3 separate regions of the Mus musculus genome follow, and all the other regions are linked to region 2. Evidence: chromatin contacts called from public Hi-C data. All regions are on one chromosome and are shown on one strand. The core of a region is the stretch at or near the end of the contact, and the rest is flanking DNA. Distances in the headings are between cores, read along the strand shown.

Evidence for each region. A called contact is a pair of places that touch in the nucleus more often than the background predicts.
Region 1: a contact with region 2 is called in a Hi-C map of cerebral cortex, with 3 times the contacts expected there. The contact joins two enhancer-like sites.
Region 3: a contact with region 2 is called in a Hi-C map of cerebral cortex, with 2.1 times the contacts expected there. The contact joins the promoter of Dock1 here to the enhancer-like site in region 2. A contact is called at or near these places in 3 of 39 promoter capture datasets (cranial neural crest, frontonasal cranial neural crest and maxillary cranial neural crest) and 2 of 484 Hi-C or Micro-C datasets (cerebellum and cerebral cortex).

What each region holds. Positions count from the first base shown.
Region 1 is chr7:134,773,191-134,775,890 of GRCm38.p6, forward strand. All of the region lies in intron 18 of Dock1 (dedicator of cytokinesis 1), which reads left to right. Among named protein-coding and RNA genes, the nearest start is that of Dock1, 100 kb to the left of the region's middle. Within about 2 kb of position 1,396, at least 83 of the 459 cell types and tissues checked have an H3K27ac peak or open chromatin away from gene starts, as enhancers often do. A contact at or near this core is called in cerebral cortex, where this site is marked.
Region 2 is chr7:134,380,273-134,382,972 of GRCm38.p6, forward strand. It overlaps a transcript of D7Ertd443e not described here. Among named protein-coding and RNA genes, the nearest start is that of D7Ertd443e, 17 kb to the left of the region's middle. Within about 2 kb of position 1,314, at least 35 of the 459 cell types and tissues checked have an H3K27ac peak or open chromatin away from gene starts, as enhancers often do. A contact at or near this core is called in cerebral cortex, where this site is marked.
Region 3 is chr7:134,669,281-134,671,980 of GRCm38.p6, forward strand. It overlaps Dock1 (dedicator of cytokinesis 1), which reads left to right and starts at 1,407. Exons shown (of 52, transcript NM_001033420.2): 1 at 1,407-1,564. The coding sequence starts at 1,519.

The DNA.
Region 1 (2,700 bases), core at 146-2,645, 390 kb after region 2:
CTTACAGTGTGAGATAAGACCTCCTTGCTGGTTCTAGTCCACCAAGCTCAGCCTAATGTGGCAGGTCACTCATCAGCTGATGCCTCGGCCCTGGGCTGACTGAGTTCATTTCCCACTGCTTGCAGCCTCCTCGGAGTCATGGCAGCCCGGTGGCGATACTTCTTATTCAGGGCACACCAGTACCGTTGCCGTGACTCTGTCTGGAGGAGGCAGAGGCTCTCTGCACAAATCCTTCATTTAAAAGCCGCGTCCTCCTAATGTGGCCGTATCATAGCTGTGCAGAGACTTTATGCTCTCTTGAAATGGAGCTTGAAAATCCAATTTTTTTCCCTCTTAACTGCCTGATAGGAGTTGTGATTATTAATGTCCGTCATTATCAGGAATCACATCTCGGTGTTGCCTGTCAGTCATGGCTGGAGTTTGAGATTTGCCGAGGAGCAGGCATCGTTTGGGCTTGCACTGGATTACCCTAGCATGGAAGAAGCCCGTCCTTTGGAAGATGGGACTCTGGAAGGGAGAAATGTTGCTGTCCTGAGGGCTGAGGCGTGCCAGTCAGGTGTCTTTCAAACTTTCGCCACCTGCTGCTTCCATCTCTCTTTACATTTTACATCTCTCTTCATTCTCAGCTTTGCCCAGTGAGGCTTTCCCACCCTTGGCCTCCCTAGTAAAATATTAGTGAGAGGCTGTGAGTCATCCAGACACATCTGAGTTGTTTGAGCCTATGTGAACACCGATACTTGGAGACCATTTGGACACTTCCTGGTTGCCAAGTCACCGTGGGTTTGAATCATTTCTGAAGGGTTCTTACTTGCTGCCTGTGGTAATCGCTACCAGCAAATGACCCCCCCCCCCCATCCCCCACTTCCCAGAAGGACTGGATTTGTGTAAGTGGGGGGGGGGGGGAGGGAGGATTGTGCAGGAGTTTGATTCTCAGGGACATGAGTCAGCTATGTGGGCTCCAGCTAGTGACTGGGCTGTGCAAAGAATGTCCCAGTACTAGGAATGAGATTCTCAGCGTGTACCTACATTGGGGTACATGAACTAATGTTTGTGCCTCATTCAATGCAGGCTAAGGGTGGTGTCCCCAGCTGGGTCATTGACCCCAAGTGTGTCTGCTTTAGTGTCTCAGCAGGTGCTGAGCTCTGCTCAGCTTCTCACTTTGGAGGAAGCCACTGTCTTATATGTGGGTCAGTGTTCCAGATGCATCGCTAGTTGTCTGAAATTTGATCATAATTTCCTATCAAAACAAGTCTCATCCACAGTATCTCTTTAAAACATGCGGGGGGGGGGGAACCTCCCAGGGTGGTGTGTGGAATACTTTCTTACCTTACAGCTCCTTGAATCTCACCATTTGCAGGGTGATTCCCTCCCTGGTACCCAGTGAGAGAGCCCTGGTCTCTGCAGCAGCTGTTGCCAAGCAACAAGGAAATTCCAAAGTGATGCTGCTCACTGAACAGAAGGAAGAATCTGGCTTTCATTTCATGCAAGCATTGATACCCCTTTTTGGGATTGTGCCATGCCAGGAGTGTATAAGATGGGGGTGCCCTAGTTGGCGCCTGAGTGTGGAGTCCCAAATTCTCCTCTGAGGGAATCATTTTTCCTGAAACCATAATTTGTTCTCGCAAAGTTCCATTACTTAGGGAAAGAAAAGCAGGGGCTGAATTATTCATCAAGGTTTGTATTAAAGATCTCTGTCCTCAGCGCTGTGTGGGCTGCCATAGGGGATAGGACAAGAACTGTAAGATGCGATCCCTCCTCTCAATTAGCTTACTGTATAATGAGAGGGAAAGGAGTCATGAAACAAAGGATAATTATGAACCCAGCTGTGTTGAGTCCCCGGGACTGGAGGCCTTTCCTGCCTGGGTAGCTCTGTGGGGGAGGGACAAACTTTTTCCTTCAGCACTGCCCAGTGGGGTGATTTGTGAATTTTCTCATTTGAACTTTTTCCTCAAATTTGCAATACAGAGCCCAGATGGGCAGTACAAATGTTATAATCCAAGTTTTTTGTTGGGTGGGATGGGGTTTGGTTGCTGAGGCAGGAGAATTTACAAGTTCAAATACAGTCTGGGTTCTGCAGTGAGCTCCGGGCTAGTCTGATCCATCTAATGATCGCTGACTGCCCCTCTACCCAAAAAGGGGGGAAAAAAACCTCCAAAAAAGCAAAACAAAACAAAAATCCCTCAAACAACCACAACCAAAAAAAAAGGAAAAGAAAAACCCCAAATGAACAATAACGAAATAACACCCTCCCAAGGATAAGTAAATAACTAGAAATGGAAAGTTAAACTATAGAGACCAGACTCAACCCAGTCACATGGTGCGTGATACCAGCTCGGAATGATTGGGGCTTAGGTGATGCATTGGTCTCCATTAAAGCGACATTGATCACTCCTGAGACGGAGACAGAGACGGAGACACCCTCAACCCTTGGATCAGAAGGGTCAGGCCAAGATGGACCCTTTCTTGTTACTTTACTTTCAGTTAGAATCACAACACGTCAACTTCCGCCCCAAATTTCTAGCTCCTTTCCTATCTGAAGGACGACTGCTGGTTTTATGTTGGCTGTTGTGATAAGCTTGCCTACATGTTTTATTGTTGGATTCTTTTAGCTGCCCTGCAAATTATGCAGCGCCGCACCCGCTGTTCAGCCAAGGAGACAAGGGAAACTCCCTGCCCAGTGTTCTGTAGTTACTGTGTGAC
Region 2 (2,700 bases), core at 64-2,563:
CCTCTGATCCTAGCTTCACAGGCCGTTCTCCTGCAAGATTTAGAGCCTCAGATACCCCACTGTTTTCAAGTTTCCCTATGGCTTGGCTCAACAGATGCAAACTCCTTCTTGTCTTACAGTTCTTTGATTTCTCCCCCAGCACAGATTGCTCTCTTTCATCTGGACTTGATTCCCCAGGGTTTGGCGTGTTACTGGAAAAGAAAAAAACATCACCCTTGATCATGTTTATTGAATGTTGTTGTGGGTTGAACCATGTTCCCTCAAAATCCCTGTGTTCAAATACTAACCCCAGCATGTCAAATTGTGACCCCATGTGGGGAGAGGACCTTTAAAGATATAATCACGTTAAAATGAGGTCTTGGGTCAGGGTGGTTTCTAATCAAATCTGACTAGTGTGTAAATGGGAAACTAGAGGCAGAAACACACACATGGAAAGTGTCAAGCAGAGGTGCAGGCAGAAGGGGCTGGACACGTAGCTCGGTTGGTAGAGCTGTTGTCTAGCCCAGAGCCCTCAGTTTGATCCCTAGCAATGTATAATCTGGGCGTGGTGGCACACACCCATAATCCAACACTCAGAAGACAGAGGAAGGGTGATCAGAAAGTTTGGGCTTATTAAAAATCATTCTTGCCTATTTAATGAGTTGGAGGCCAGCCTGGGATACATAAGACTCTATGGCAGCTCATGCCTTTAATCCCAGCACTTGGGAGGCAAAGGCAGGCGAATTTCTGAGTTCAAAGCCAGCCTTGTCTACAGAGTAAGTTCCAGGAGAGCCAGGGCTACACAGAGAAACCCTGTCTCAAAAAACAAAACCAACCAAACAAAAATAACAAAAAAACTCTACCTCCAAAACAAAATGGCATGCGTAGAGACATGGTGTTGTTTCTATAAGACAAGAGACCCCAACGATCACTTAAAAGCCACCAGAAGCTGGAGGAAGCCTGAGGCAAGTTTCTGGACTTGGGAATGAACCCACCTTGCCATCACCTCAATCGTGGGTATCCGGAGGTTCCAGGTGTGAGTTTGTCCGAGTCTGTCTCAGCCTCCTTGCTGCTGTGGCAGTTTGTCACAGCCTCTCTGAGAAGTGTACACTTGGCACCTGTGGTCACAGGTCCTCATCTCCTTTTCTCATTTAACTATTTGACATTTCTGGGAGCTGTGGCTCAGAGAAGCAAACAAATGGATCTAGCGCCCCCTCTGGCCCCCAAGGGGAAGGGTGAGATTTTAACCCAAGTAGCTATATATCTGGAAGTCCATACTGGGAGCCTTGCCTCTGGCCTCTGCTTATTCTAGACTTGAAGGAGTTTCCCTTCAGAGTAACCAAAAGCAAAGCCATCTGCTAACTGTGTGGGGAAGCCCCAAAGCCAAAGCATTATGAAACATTTAACATGATGGTGGGAGGCACCGTGCCAGCTGAGTCACTGCCAGAAGCTGGTCCTTGCTGATGGGCAAGAGACTCTTGGCTACAGGAAACTGAGCCTGGAGCTAAAGTAGCTTTGAAGTTGATTAAACCTCCAGGGTTGCAGGGAGCACGAGGCTGGAGGAGGCCCCCACAGTCCAGACACTGAGTAGAACAGTACGAGGGAACTCTGACGGCGTTTTGGAGCACTTGGGAAAGGCTTTTCACATTGGAATTCTCAGAAATCCTATTCTAGTTAGGAATAGTGCATCTAGCAGGGAAAATAGACCTGTCATGAATAGAATAGCAAATCTCTGCCAGGTCTGTTCTGTAGTGGAAAGGCTGATATTGGTGTAAGTAGGGGCGTGTGTGTGTGTGTGTGTGTGTGTGTGTGTGTGTGTGTGTGTACTATGTAGGGATTCTTAATTGCTCACGGGAGCCTCTTCAGTCATACTTCATGGCAGGACAAAGGTTTCATTCAAAGCAGTCACCTCCAGCTACTGCTCTTATTTAAAATTCTTATTTAAAAGTCAATAAATACACACATCTTACGGTTTTCTTCTCTTCTACTCACACAGGCTAAATAGTATAGAGATCAATCCATCCCATAACTAGAATACTCACAAAATAGCTAAACATTAAACTCTGAGGGAAAAGAAGCAAAATAAATAATGCTTTTTCTGGTGCTTTCTATGAAAATAGACAACATTTCTAAAAGCAACATATTCTAAAGGTCTTAGCAAGTACTTTGCTAAGTGTATTATATGACTTATGGATTTGGGGAGAACTCATTATAAATAATGAGACTCGGTGTAGTAAATCATGAAGAGCCAAACAAGATGTAAAAATCGGGGAAGTAAGACCACAGGACCTGCCAGCATTGTGAGATCAGAGAGTGAGAGATGGGCTAGAAAGATGCGCAGCAGCTAAGGGAGCTTGCAGCTCTTTCATAGGACCTGAGTTCAATTCCCAACTCAGGAATCCTCAAGTGCCTGAAACTCCAAATCCAGAAGATCTGATACCCTGCTATGGTCTCTACAAGGCACCCACACATATGTCGGTTTAGACACACATATGCATACATTAAAAAATAAATAAAAATTTAAAAAGAAAGTAGGACTCATTGACCTAGAGTCAAACCAATCTACAAGGGACAATAACTGTGAAGAACAGCAGCATTCAACAAGGAAATACCAGGAGAAAACAAATTAACACTAGCAACAAAAAGCCAGCCTATCTGGAAACACATCTGAAGTGAAATACGCACGACCTATATTTAAAGTGTGGTAAAATCATACCAGAG
Region 3 (2,700 bases), core at 157-2,656, 290 kb after region 2:
CGGGTTGATATAACTGCTCCAGGCTGGGGTGGCCCTGTCTACAGCAGGTAGGCACCTGACCTTTCCAATTCTAGTTGAGTTGGCCCCTCTCTGGCTCTGACATGCAATCTTACACAATGTAGCCTTCATTCTTTTAAACTTTCATTCCTTTAGTCCTTGAAGATTCCCAGGCTGGTGTCTTTGTCATTGTTTCTAGGATGCAAGAGAGGGCACACAGTAGAATATGCAATCTCATTTGCCCCTTCTAATAGCTTGCTGTGGACCCGAGGTCCCCTTGCACCCCTCCCCTTAGTTTTAACCTTTTCTTGGATTCTAATGAACGCTCAGGGTGTGTCTATGGGCAGGCCTTGAAGAAATCGGAAGTATTGCACTTGTGGGTGGCTGGCACTGGGTGAGTCTGAGACCAGCCTCCTTCAGATTAGAGTTGCTAGGAGCTGCTTGTTCTAAGCTGGAACTGGCTTCCTTTCTCTTCCCACTTCCTCTCTTTCCCCACTTCAGCAGGCCCAGTTCCTACTGAACGCCTCAAAGTTGCTGCAAACTAGGAGCCTCATTGTGCTGCTCCAGACCCTCAACACCCAAAGAGATCTGGGCTGTTAGAAACACCCAGGGGCTGCAAAGTCTTTTCCTAGGCTTCTCTTACCAGTGCTGACTGTACATCACCACTCCCATCAGCTACTAGGCACGCTCAATGCGCTCAGACCCTGGCAAAATGGGTGCCCACTTTGAATGAATGAATGAACTACGATGAACTCCTAGCTCTGCTCCAACGCTCTCCACCAGGTCAGAACTGGGGTTTCCGCACTTCACACCAGTGAGTACATGTGTGGTGTCTGACTATTTGTGTTAGATCCAGGCCTAGAGGGCTATAAGGATTTGTGGTGTGTGTGTTCGCGCGTGCACGCTTGTGTGTGAAAAGATAGCACTTTGTGAGGTGCAGGGTACAGTGTTCAGGATGGTGTGCGTGGTGTGTGTGTGTTGTGTGTGTGTGTGTGTGTGTATGTGTGTACCCTGTATGGTACAGAGTGCAGAGTGTTTGGGATGCTGGGTGCTCGGTGTTCAAAGTAGAGTGTGGGTAAAGAGTGCTGGATGCGGTGCAGAGTAGACAGTGCAGGGTGAGGACCATACAGTGCAGATTAGTAGGTGCGAGGTGCACGGTGTTTAGTGGAAAGTAGAGGATGTGAGTTGCACGGTTCCTGCAGCATGCAGGGCGTCCATGGGCTCCGGGAAGCAGCCTGGGTCCCTCGAGGGACCCGGCGGGCCGAGCCCCAGGGCACGCGCGCCTGGGCGGGCTACAGCCGGCCGCCGTCCCGCCTCTCGCCGGCGCTCCCGGCCTTTCCCATCCGGCCCGCGACGCTCCGCCCGCCCCGTCCCACATGACACCGCCTCCGCCGCAAACTTTTTCCTCCCCATCCTGTCGCGGCGGGGAAGGAATGGAAGATGGCGGCCTAGGCGCAGAGTTTCCTGCCCGAGCAGCGGCGGCAGCAGCGGCGGCTCCAGTGGGCTGCGGCCAGCGCCACCATGACGCGCTGGGTCCCCACCAAGCGAGAGGAGAAGTACGGCGTGGGTGAGCAGCGCGCCGCCCCGCGCCCGCCCCGCGCGCAACTTCCCCGCCGCGGCGCCCAGCCTGTTGCCGCGCGGTGCGGAGCCCGGCCCGCCCGGGGCTGGAGCCCGCGTGGGGAACCCGGGGACCCTCCGGGGTCCACCGTGCTCCTCATTCCCGCGCATTCGCTCTGTCGTAGTCCCGTGTGCTCCTGCGTGCGCGGGGCTCCCGGGGTCATTGTTTGTGTGCGTTTTGGCTTCTTCGGGAAACTTCTGTTTGGCATCCGGGACTCCGGGTGGACACTTTTCATTGTGCAGCGCTCGGATCTGTGAAGCCTCCTTTTCTCGCGTGAGGAGTGGCTGCGCCTCCCGGGTTGGGTCGGTGCCGCCTTTCCCGCCCTGGATGGTAGGGGACACTCAGGCGCTCCTGTGTCCCCGGGGCTCTGGAAACGGACCTCGAGGGCGGGGACCTGGTTTTGCCTTTGTCGCTTCCCTAGGGGGTAGAAGGAGTAGGGTTGCAAGCTTACTTTTGATCCAAGGAGTCCCGCTTTCCTCAATGGCCAGACAGTCCCAGAGCCCTGCAGACCTTGTCTCGCCCCCCAGCTAGCCCACATCAAAAGTCAGGTCTGTCTAGGCCTCAGGGCTCGCTGGCATTCCAGATTTGACCATTCCGTTTCCAGGCTCCTGCTCTCTTTTCCCTAAGGATCCTCTGACGCCCAGCCTCACCTGAGCAGAGACTCTGACTTGCAAGCAGGCATTTCTTGGGGATTTGCAAGCAAGCATTTAGGGGAGCTTGCTGCCTTCCACCCTAAGGGCTGCCTTGGGGCACTTTCTCAGCAGCTGTCTGTTCTAGGCATGCCTTCAGCACCGTCTTGCAGGCCTAGTTCATGTCCCAGCCCGCTGTCTTTGAAAGCTTCCCGGAGACTCCAGTCTACAAGGCCGTGTCCTTCCTTTGAACTCCAGTTACTTATTTCTGTAACAAGTAGGAGATGGTGGCCATGGGGGCAGGGCTGGAGAAGCCTAGGGCCCCTACCTCCACTCTAGGCCCACACCCAGGTTTGGAGGATTTTTCCCTGCGTTGTGAACACTGGAGCTGAGCTCCACCTGTGCTTGGCCGACCTTTCAGAGGCCCATGGCAGAGCTGGGAAGGGCTGTTAGAGT